Linked DNA regions of Mus musculus: regions 1 and 2 are each linked to region 3. A link is a contact called in public promoter capture Hi-C data. All regions are on one chromosome and are shown on one strand. The core of a region is the stretch at or near the end of the contact, and the rest is flanking DNA. Distances in the headings are between cores, read along the strand shown. Region 1 has its middle 160 kb from the start of Gm42084. Region 2 has its middle 60 kb from the start of 1700071K01Rik. Region 3 overlaps Asic2 (acid-sensing (proton-gated) ion channel 2).

Region 1 (3,797 bases), core at 876-3,375, 340 kb after region 3:
ATGTCATTGCCACATTGTTATAGTGAATGAAGCTCCTGTCCTGGAGGGCCACCCCCAGGAGAGGTAAGCCATACTCCTGTATCTGAGAGGTCTTGTCTGAAAGGCAGGTCACTCATGGCACCAACCACTCTGCAAGAGCAGCTTCTCAGACTCAACTGGCATCTTTGAGTCTTGGGGGCTGCCTGTGGGGATGGGGACTCTTCAAGCTTTGATCTCTAGAAGCTTGGATTATACCAGGTGCCAACTACCATAAGTGGAGCAGAAGCAGGGAGGGACCAAGTCAGAGCTTCCTCTGACAGCATGAGTATTTTCTGCTGAGGCAAGGGGGAAATTGAATCTGGGTGCTGACTCTGTTCATCTTCTGTGCTGCCTTTATACTGAGTCAACTCCCACAAGGCTGCCAGTGTCAGGCACTTTACAAAGAAACCATGGAATGCACTGCCCTGTGCCAGGAGGGCTCCCGGAAGGGGTTTTACAGCAAGGTTGCCCACAAGATAGGTACTTCCTGATCCAGACAGAACCACCATTTCCTGGCCATCTGACCTCTTTCTGGGGGTGTTTCCTTGCAAAGGTTGACTGCTAACAAGATTTCTCCGCTTCCCAGAATCAAGCCTTGTGAGAAGTTGGCAGAGAGTGATATTACAGTTAACAAGGGTGATGATAAGAAGGGACGTCTCCTCAGCTTGTGTCCTGAGCCAGCACTTAATGTACCTGTGTACTGCAACCTGTCCAGGAGCCTGCTGATGTAGACAGGCCTCTCCCTCATGCTCGTGAATGAAACCAAAGCCCAGAGAAGCAGCTTCTCAGAGTGGAAACTGGGTCCAGACCCGCAGCCTCTGCTCCCAGACACAGAACCTGTGAGGGGCCATATTAGTTACCTTCCTGTTGCTGTGATAAAACACATAACAAAAGTGACTTGGGGAAGAGAGAGGTTATTTCGGCTTATGGTTCCAGAGGGATAAGAGTCCATCATAGGGAGGCATGGCAGCAGGAACAGGAAGCTGAGAGATCTTATCTTAACCAAATGCCTGCAGCAGAAAGAGCAAACAGAAGGTAGGGAGAAAGCTATATAATCTCAGAGTCTTCCCCAGCAACATACTTCCTCCAGCAAGCCTGTACTACCCAACCATCCTCATGAACTGGGGAACAACTCTTCAGATACCCAAGCCCAAGGGCAACAACTCCCATCCAAACCACCACAGGGAACAAACTAGAAACATCTCAGAGTCATCCTTCCAGCCACCGAGGATCCAGGGTATGACAGAAGAAAGACCCTAGTTTAAATTTGTTTGCTTTCTATTGCTGTGGTAAAGACCATGAACAAAGGCAAACTGGGAAGGAAAGGGTTTCTTTCATATATACTTCCCAATCATAAGTCATCATTGAGGGAAGCCAGGGCAGAACCTGGGAGCAGGAACTGATGGGAAGGGCTGCTTGCTGGATTGCTCCTCATGGTAATTTGTTTAGCTTGCTTTCTTATAGCACCCTGGCCCACCTGCCTAGGGGATGCACTGCCCCGCATGGACTGGGCTTTTTTCTATCAATTAGCAATCAAGAAAATGCCCTACAGACTTCCCTACAATCAATCCAATAGAGGCATTTTCTCAAGTGAGGTTCCTCTTCCCACTTGTCTCTAATTATTTAGGATACCTATGTATGTCATCTCTATTTAATGAGAAGCTGATTTAGGCCTATAAACCCTACCTGCCTCTTTTGAAGCTTATATGAGAACCTTTCCACGATCTCTGCTGGTTACACAGGATCTAGTATTAGGAAAAGCTGGGTTGATTGGTAACACAGGGACTGGATGATTAAATAGAGGCTGGGTAAAGGATGTGGGTAGGGCATGGGACTTGGGTTCCTGATCCCTGGACCACTGTCTTAGTTCTGATGCTCTGACCAGCAGGAGCCCAGAGCTTTGTTCTGCTGTCAGCATTCAGAGAGCCAAGCCTCATAAGTGACAGCTGACACGGAGCCAGAACTCTGGTACTGTAATTTCCTTTAAGAGATTAGCAGATAAAGTCTCAGTTGGAGATATGAGCCTGGTGCTGGAACCTCTAGATCCCTGCAGAAGGTCATGACTTACCTGGGGGAAGGCTGCTGCCAGCCTCTCTCTGAAGAAGCCGAGGCTAGCGCATGCGCCTCATTGCCACACTGAGTTGAGCGGAACCTGATAAAGGCGCAGTGCCCTGAGACATGCAGGCAGCTGCCTCATCTCTTTCTGTCTTTTTTTCTCTCATTTTAAAGCCTGCACTCCTGCCTCCAAGTCAGCTATCCAATTAAGCAAGATTTCTGAAGAAAGCTTTAGAATTGAAAGACAAATGTCCAAGTTATGGAAAGCTGGCTGCCGCAGCTGCTCCTGGAAAGGGATTTAAGGGTGCAGAGCCTCAATCCTAGAGATTAGGATTCTGGCTAGCAGCATAACACAGGTTCCAAGTAGGTACATTGCAACACAAAGTATAAAACTCTGCTTTTGTCCACCGAGTTAATTAACATTATTGTGTGGTATCTTTTGGCAAATAGGAATATCAAGAGCTGTTAAAGACATTTATGCCCATGGGGACGGTATCAAAAGGCACTGATTGTCATTTTCACCTTGCGATGCAATCAAGCTATCCCGAGCCACGAGCCTTTATCCTGACTGTGTGCTGGAACCTCTCTCTCTAGATTAATATGAATATCCCTAGCCAGAATGAGCCTTGAGCTGGGAACCTCTTTCACTCTCCTTGCTTTGTTGATGTTTTGAGACAGTAAGTGGCAGCAGAGATTCGAAATCCCACTGTGCAGGAGCAACTGGAGATGTCTGAGAGGATATAGTATCTACCCAATTGCTGAGCTGCGGTTTGGAAACAGAGATTTTTGCCTTGGTTTCTACACACTTTTTCTGATGCTCATACACTGTGTCTTTCTTTGAGCCTTGAACTGTGGTGTTTTCTGAAATGCTCCTCAGGATGCAATGGACACTCAGGGTGTCTGTCCTTCCAGCACTGCTTATCCTTATTTTTCTCTCAGAGTAAACTGGGAACTGTATGATGACACACACCTTAAGTCTAGCAGTAAGGACAAGAGGCCTTCCTTCCTCCTATCTCAGGATCTTGTGACTCTGTCTGGTACCAGACCTTCCACCTGTTGTCAGGGGGATCAAACAAAAGGAGGACCTTGGTATAGAGAATCTGTGAGGGCTTTGTCTCACCTAGGACAAATGCTTGGAAGAAAGGAGACAACTGGTTGCTTTTTTTTTTAATCTTGAGGTTGTCATATAGATAGTCTGGGCTTAGCAGCCCAAGACATAGATGATTCTTTTGTCTCTGCTATGATTAGATTATAAAATGTCTCTCAAGGGCTCCTGTGCTGGAATACTTGTTTTCAGCCGGGGGTACTGTTTCAGGGTGCTGTAAGACCTATAGGAGGTGGGACCTAGTAGGTTACCTAGAAGACCTCTGAGAGTCATAACCCATCTCTGGTCTGGTCTAAGTCTCTGCTTCCTAATCCTCCAATAAGTAAGCCACAAATTCCTGCTGCCACAGATTGAGTTACCACGATGGTCCATATACCCTCAAACTGAGAGCTAACATAAACCCTCCTCCCTTAAGTTACCTCTGCCAGACATCTGGTCATAGCAATACCGAAAGGTTCATTAACAGGGCTTCCTTTACAGGAATCACCCTGTCCACAGTCCATGACGGGAGCTCCTTTCTTACCAGCCAACTGCTGACTAAACCAGGCAGAGACACAGCCCCAGAGAGAGACATCTGTTTGGCCAGCTGTCTGGAAAATATGGCCATTCTTGACAGGTT
Region 2 (3,585 bases), core at 76-2,575, 430 kb after region 3:
GTCTGTATGTTTTCAATGACATATTTTTATAAAAATGAAGCAAACATCTTACTAAATGGGGATATGTAGCCATGTTCACAGATTGATGGATTAAGCATATCAGTTTTTCACTCTAATTGATTTCTTTGAGATTACTGCAATTCCTAGTAAAACCCAAGAAAGATTTTTATAGATAAGGATAAATTATTCTAAAATAGGCACAGCAACTAGTGCAGTTTAAACAGCTTCAAGATAGTGAATTAAGCGGTAGGAATCAGTCTGCGTGACTAGTTGGTGGACAGCAGGGTCGTAGGTGTAGCTACTGAAAAAGAGAGCAGGGATCCGGGAGATGGTGGTGTGTGTGCCTCCTGTGGGGATGCAATGTCTCCCCCTGCAGTGCTGTGATGTGTGCTTCCTGCAGGGATGTCTTGGTCACAGTACAACCTTGAAAGACATTACTAAGAGGGAATGAGACATACAGGATCTGTCTTTTTTTTTTTTAACAGCTGTATATAAATCTGAAAGTGTCTCAAAAATTTAAAAACCCTCTAGATCTAATAAAAATTTTATAGAACTTCGAGCATGTGTATGCACACACACACACACACACACACACACATACACAGAGTGGGTGACATTTGAGTAAAGTCTATAATCAAGTTAATTGTATTGGTTAAGTTAAGTGCATTGTGCTGATGTCAATTTCCTGCTCTTGATAATATAACACATTGTGTAAAATGATTCGAGAAGCTGAGTGATAAGTATATGGGACTACTCTGTTAATTTTTGCAACTTCTTGTGAGTCTATAATTATTTCAAAAAAATTTTAAAGTTTTTTTTTTTTTTTTGTACTGAGAACAGAAAGGAAAGCATTTATTATCAGGCAGAGTGTGAAATTCCCACCCCAAGAGTTCCCTAAAAGCAGGTCTTGTAACTTTTCAGCAGATGTATTCTCCATATAGACCTCTGGGGTGGGTAGAGTGGTATTGTAACCTCAGGGGTCTTCCAGCTCAGCTCGCATGGAAATTGTGGGTGGGAGGCATCTGTCTTTCCTTCCTCTAGAGCCCAAACTGGTATAAGATGGAACTAGGACTCCAGGAGCCACAGGCTACTGCAGAGGGGAAGATGAAAGTATAAACCATATGCTTCAGTTATAGTCACGTCCATATTTGGGGTCTGGTTCTGCTCCTTCTTGCAAAGGGCTGCTTCGTGTCAGGAATTAGAAAAATAAAAGGGGCATGGCAAAAGAGTGGGTCCGAAGATACAGCCTCCGTTCTCCTGCACAGACCGTTCTGGGAACGGTGGTATTGTGAGGCAGATGGGGACACATCATTCTGGCAGGGCGTGGCAGAATTCCCAGAACAGTGTGCACGCACACGTGTGCATATGTGTTGTGCATGCGCAGGACTCATTAACTCATCCCATAATAGAAGGGCCTCATCTGCTTGTCCATCTGGGAAATGAGGAAGCTGCCAACCAACGTTCCTGTTACCCTAGGTCCAACTGGCTTCCAGCAGGAACTGGAATATGGGGTAGTGGGTCTATCTAGTATTTAGGTCTTAAAACAACAGGATCAGAAAGTAAAAAATGTGGAGGAAGGCAGAGGATGCTCTCAGGGTCTGATGTGAGGCAAGAAAGAAGAAAGGGATGTGTGGTCCTGCTGGAGTCTTTCTGGGAGTGCTGGCTGGGCAATGTAAGCAGAGTCTAGTACTCTGGGGTCCACTTTAAACTCCTGTACAGTTTCATTAGCCATAGTGAACACACTGAGGAGCAGTCATGTCATGGTGGGGTGTCAAGCTCCTAGTAGCCCCTTGGGTAGCTCCTCTCCTTTCCTCTAGCTTACAGTGGAGTGAGCAGGTTCAGAAAGGCTCCTGTCTGGTATGAAATTGGGCATATGAGGTAGAGTAGATCCCAGAACAACCCAGATCCAGAGCTCATGTTGTCAACCACAGCTTGAAAGTTTCTTTCTGCTACTTCCTTTCTTGCTGACACATGTAGAGAGATCTGGGGCCAGTCATCTGTCAGCTCTGGGGCTAATTCAAGGTGTGATGCTGATGGCTGGTGAATCTTCTCCCTGCCCTCAGGGAGACTGCCCCCTTGGCAGCCAGGGGAAATGCCATCCATGGAGAAAGGACATATGACTTCATAAATTCTCCCATGCATGCCTCCAGTGATGCCGTGCAGTGACTAGGAAGAGTAAGACCACATGCTGGGAGCTAGAACATAGACTGATAAGGCTGAAGGCGGTCAGAAGCTGGTGTCTAAGAGGCTGGGAATGGAGCCTTGTGATAGGGCTCCGTGGTGACTGTCTTGGTGTATATGAAGACCCATGTTTCATACCTAGCCCTGCAAACACCGAAACTCTAAAAGTAAGAACTAAATCCCAACCCTGCCAGTTCCTAGTCAGATATCCTTGGCAAGGGTTTATCTTGGTGGCCTTTCTGGAGTGGAAAAAGGAAAATAATACCTTTGGTTCCAGGGGGCTCAGCAAGTATAGAATGAAGGTGTTAGACTGCAAAAGACTTCAGGCCTTAAGCTTTATTTAGTGAATGAGACCCTTGCTATTATTATTCCTGGAGAGGGGGAAGCCAGAGGATTGAATGAGATGAAAAGTTCTCTAGCCTCTTCCCCTGCTTTGAGTCAGGGGGGAAAAAAAAGGCTTTCTAAATCCTGTGTTCTGCTTCAGCACTACCTAAGCAGTGTGACCTCCTGCTTAGGTGACCTCCTGCTTAGGTGTTTAGCACAGCCCTACCCAACTCTGGTGCCTCTCCTGTATCCCCCCCTCTTCATGGTGTTTGAGATAACCACATAAAATAATGTATAACACCCTAAAAACGTAAGGAGCTTGCCACATGTGAAGGAAATCATGTGATTTCCTTCAGTCGAGAGAACAATGCCTCCACGAAATTGCAGAATCTTCGGTCTCCTGCAGTGAGTGTTTGCACCCCAGCTGTACAGAAGAAAAGTCAGGCCAGTCACACCTGATCCTTGCCACCTGGCTGCAGGCTTGCCTGTGGTCTTCTGTCTCGGGTATTTGGAATTGTTCTTTCAGCAGCTTGTAGAAGTTTAAGAAAACTGCAGATTGCTTTGGCTACCTTCCCAGTCTTTTAGGCAGGAGCTATTTGCTTAATTTTGGAACTTGTGATATGGAAGGAGGTACATAGAATCCAGAACTGGCCAGCGGAGGCCAGGATTCAGATCTCCCACTTACTGGTAGGAACCCCCTTCACAATTTAAAAATGGAACCTCTACATGTGGTAGAATTCCAGATGTATTCAGCTATTCACAGGGAAATCCATGAAAATAGTTTCATATGTTTCAAACAGAGAGAGAAAAGAAAGAAATCTAGAAGGCAAGATTATTTCCCATTTTACAGATGAGGGATCTAGGATCTAGGAGGTAGAGGGCTCTGGGTAGGTGGCTCAGCTGGTAGAGGATTTGCCTTGCAAGTGTGAGGTCCTAGCACCCACATGGGAAAAAAAAAACAAATTTGCATGATGGCTCACTTGTAATCAGGTAGGGATAGGAGGAATCTCATTCATTGGTCAATAGACTAGCTTACTGGTTGAAGCCCAGGTCCCAGTGAAAGACCTCATTTTAAAAACA
Region 3 (3,631 bases), core at 334-2,833:
ATGAATCTCAGTTTTCTTCTTTGTGAGTCAAGGGTCATAGCATGACCTTCAGGCTTGTTAGGCTGATTAAGTAACAAAAGACAGGAGAAACATCCGACTCACAGTAGCCACTCACAGTGCCTCTCATGTCTTTCATCCCTTCAGAAACGTCCAGACCTGCAAGCTTTACCACTGCACTCAAGGGCATGCTCAATATGGGTCTTAGAAGAGAAGGCTTGGGAAGCCAGGTCCGGTTCTATCTGAGTTTGCAACTGTACAGAAGCCATCTTAGGGTAACCTAGCCTTGGGATTGTCTTATAGAATATGGAAATTTCTGCAGCAAAAAAATCTCCTTTTAAAGACAGTCCCTCTTTGCTACATAGTGCAACTTGTGCTTTCAAATGTTTTTATTTAAAATAAATTAGCCATGCTGTTGACTCTGGCAGGAAACCAGAGGCTGTGTTCTCAGCTTGCTCTGCTGCACTGCACTGCAGCGAGTTCCCGATTGGAGCTGAGCTGAGGGTGGCTTCTGGATGCTGTGGGTGGGCACAGGTTGAGGGTGCAGAGAACCAGGCTCACATAATTGCTCTTCTACCACATGTTTACTCTGTGACTTTGGGAATACCCTCGACCACTCCACTCAGCTATCCACCCTTAACCTCCATGCATTCAGAAGTACTGCTTAGTGTCTAGTATAGCAGGGCTCTCACACTTCAGGAAGTGAGCTTTACATCCTTTTTCCTAAAAGGTAGATAACTACTCTTGAAGGGTGACATTAAAGATCCAGAACAGGGGCTGGGGAGATAGCTCCATCAGTAAAATCCTTGCTGCACAAGTGTGAGGACCTGAGGTTAGACCCTCAGAACAACTGTGGAAAAAGTTGGGTCTGGCAGTATGTCATGTATTCTCAGTACTGAGGGGGCATGGGGCGGGGTGGGGCGGGGCCAGGGGCAGAGGCAGGGGTTGGGGGGGGAGGGGCACAGGCAGGAAGGTCCCTTGGGCTTGCTAGATAGCTATGCTAGCCAGTTGGTGAGAGACCCTGCCTCACAAAGAAAGGTGAAAAGTGATTGAGGGATTTACCCCATGTTTATTTCTAGCCTTCACACATATGCACACACACACATTCACACACATGAATGTATGCACATACCACAACATACACATAGACGTAAATAAAGATCCAGAAGAGAGTATATCACACATTGCCCCTTGCTCACACAGGTGTGCACTCCCTGAGAGCTGGTTCTGCAACTCTTATCAGTATTATTAGCCAAGTATTGCTTCCGGTGGCTGTGGGATGTATGTGTGTGTGTGTGTGACTTAATCCTCTTGTGTGTTGCAGTTATGTCTCACCCACAGTAGGAGTTCAGTCAGTGATAAGGTTTGAAAGCCTATTTTCCTGTCGGTCTCCAGCATAGACTGTAAGCAAGATCTGTTTGCTCAGGGCATTTTTTTCCTTCTCCCTCTCTCCCTCCCTCCTCTCTTCAGGGTACACAGTGATAACTGGGGAGCTACTGTATTTGATGATTCAGGATCTGTTATGCATCGTCCCCAACACCACCCGTTAAGGAGGACTCGAGCCAGGCCCAGGGAATTATTGTCAGTATTTTATCCAGCTATTCTCGTCTCTAACACTGCAGTGGGTGGCTAGAGCTGGTGACTTTCCTCTCTTTTGTGCACACGAGACCAGAATAAACAGTGCAGGGTGAGTCACTTCAGACCCTTAAAGCTTCAATTACTTAACTCAAGGGCCCAATGAAGCTCAGAAAGTCACCTTTTCCAGAACAGCCAGAAGCAGATGAGAAACATGCCGTGTTTCGAGTGGTCCATGGCTTCTCGGCAAAGGAACCTGCTCCTAGCTAGCGAGAAGTGGCCAGAGGGGAGAATTGCAGAGACAGCGGCCCCCACCCCTCTAAGGACTCCACACACATTACCTCCTACCTCGCTTCATTTGCTCTTTACTCTGACCTTGTGAAGGAATACACTTAATGCCACCAAGGTAGTAACGGCCCCATACATATTTCTTGCCTATTAGGTGTGGGACACTTGCTCTCCAAGCCTTCCATCCCCACCCTGAATCTTCAGAGCAATGCTGTGACATGCTTATGTTCTCCACTTCAGAGAGGAGGCAACGGAAGCTGGAAGAATGAGAAGAGACAAGAAACAGACCGTCTGATTTCACTCTCCGGGGCTCTGTTTCCTACTCTGAGTCTGTTCTCAGGGACATTGATGAATGTTCAAACTTTTGTCTGTGTCATGCAAGAAGGCAGGACGTGATCTGGGTATCAGGAACACTGTTACCCAGTGTGTGTGTGTGTGTGTGTGTGTGTGTGTGTGCATGCGTGCGTGTGTGTGCGTGTGTGCGTGTGCGTGCGTGCGTGTGTGTGTGTGTGTGTGTGTGTGTGTGTGTGTGTGTGTAAGACACAGAGAGGGTGTCAGACAAACGGACATTCAGACAGGCAGACTGTCTCTGACGGAGAGACAGGTACAGACACACAGATACACAGATACAGGCAGACAGGCAGACAGGCAGACAGAAAGAGAGACAGGTACAGATATACAAATACAGACAGACATCAGACAGACAGACTTCAAGAACCATAAACTGGTGTGATTTTTTTTTCTATATCTTTTGAGTCTAGCTCCAATTGATTTGGAAATAACAAGAAATCCACAAGAAGAGAATTTAAGTAAGGACTGTATCTACCTAACTTTTTTCACCTCCTCAGCACTGGGGAAAACTTGTTTAAGATTCCACTTTAAGAGGATCAAAAACATAAGTTGTTCCCCTTACACGCGATTCTATAAAGGCAGCGTGACAGGCATTACAAATTGTTAACTGTTTTCCATTTTTCAAAAAGAAGTTTGGACTTAAAAAAAAATTCATGTTGCTGAAGCTTTGAAATGTAGAAAATTCTTAACCTTTATAAAAGTTTGTCTTAAAGTTAGTTAAAATTTAGATTTTCTTTCTCTGTGGAAATAAAGTTATAGACCATAGAGGGTAGGGATTGGGTAACTGAGAGGGTAACAACAGGAAATAGATGATAGATGATATGAAGCTAAAAATGGAAAAACAACGAGGGGGTTCCAAAGGAGGAGGAGGAGGGAAGGAGAGCAAGATAGATGGGCATGGAGGGACAGGGACAAATAACAAACACCAAGGCTGTCTGATAAAGCCCAAAGGAATCATTGTTTTATATTTACCCAAAATTGTACACAATACCCACCCCTCTGTGTGTGTGTGTGTGTGTGTGTGTGTGTGTATCTTAAAGGAAGTTAAGCAACTTGTGTATGTGTGTATTTTAAAGGAAGTTAAATCACTTGGCTGATAATACTCCCCACAAGATCCATAGACTAACAAAACCCAGCATTAGGCATGAGAAATCTCTTTTTGAATGATTGGCCAGCGTTAGCCAACTGATTCCCAAAGCAATATAGACTATCCATTGCCGCCTCTCCGGATTGAGGGTGGCTCCTATTGCTGAAGACATCTCATACGTAGGACACAGGATTTGGATGTATTTAGCTGGACTTTCAAGCCTCTTTCCTGTGGTCTAGCTTTCACAGTAGCAGAAATGCTATGCAATCTTCCCAGGGAAGGAAGCACTTAAAGTCCTACCCAGCTGCAGCATCTATGAATCATACCAGTGAC

Evidence for each region. Promoter capture Hi-C pulls out the DNA fragments that hold promoters and counts their contacts.
Region 1: a promoter capture Hi-C map of hippocampal neurons shows a contact between it and region 3, with 2.7 times the contacts expected there. The contact joins two enhancer-like sites. A contact is called at or near these places in 2 of 39 promoter capture datasets (hippocampal neurons and stem cell-derived epiblast-like cells) and 1 of 115 datasets of contacts at active chromatin or transcription factors (embryonic stem cells).
Region 2: a promoter capture Hi-C map of hippocampal neurons shows a contact between it and region 3, with 5 times the contacts expected there. The contact joins two enhancer-like sites. A contact is called at or near these places in 1 of 39 promoter capture datasets (hippocampal neurons), 2 of 484 Hi-C or Micro-C datasets (cerebral cortex and nephron progenitors) and 1 of 115 datasets of contacts at active chromatin or transcription factors (embryonic stem cells).

Annotation. Positions count from the first base shown.
Region 1 is chr11:81,414,371-81,418,167 of GRCm38.p6, forward strand. It overlaps a transcript of Asic2 not described here. Among named protein-coding and RNA genes, the nearest start is that of Gm42084, 160 kb to the left of the region's middle. Within about 2 kb of position 2,126, at least 10 of the 459 cell types and tissues checked have an H3K27ac peak or open chromatin away from gene starts, as enhancers often do. A contact at or near this core is called in hippocampal neurons, where this site is marked.
Region 2 is chr11:81,511,261-81,514,845 of GRCm38.p6, forward strand. It overlaps a transcript of Asic2 not described here. Among named protein-coding and RNA genes, the nearest start is that of 1700071K01Rik, 60 kb to the right of the region's middle. Within about 2 kb of position 1,326, at least 16 of the 459 cell types and tissues checked have an H3K27ac peak or open chromatin away from gene starts, as enhancers often do. A contact at or near this core is called in hippocampal neurons, where this site is marked.
Region 3 is chr11:81,078,983-81,082,613 of GRCm38.p6, forward strand. The region is part of intron 1 of Asic2 (acid-sensing (proton-gated) ion channel 2); the gene reads right to left. Among named protein-coding and RNA genes, the nearest start is that of Gm51910, 55 kb to the right of the region's middle. Within about 2 kb of position 1,584, at least 16 of the 459 cell types and tissues checked have an H3K27ac peak or open chromatin away from gene starts, as enhancers often do. A contact at or near this core is called in hippocampal neurons, where this site is marked.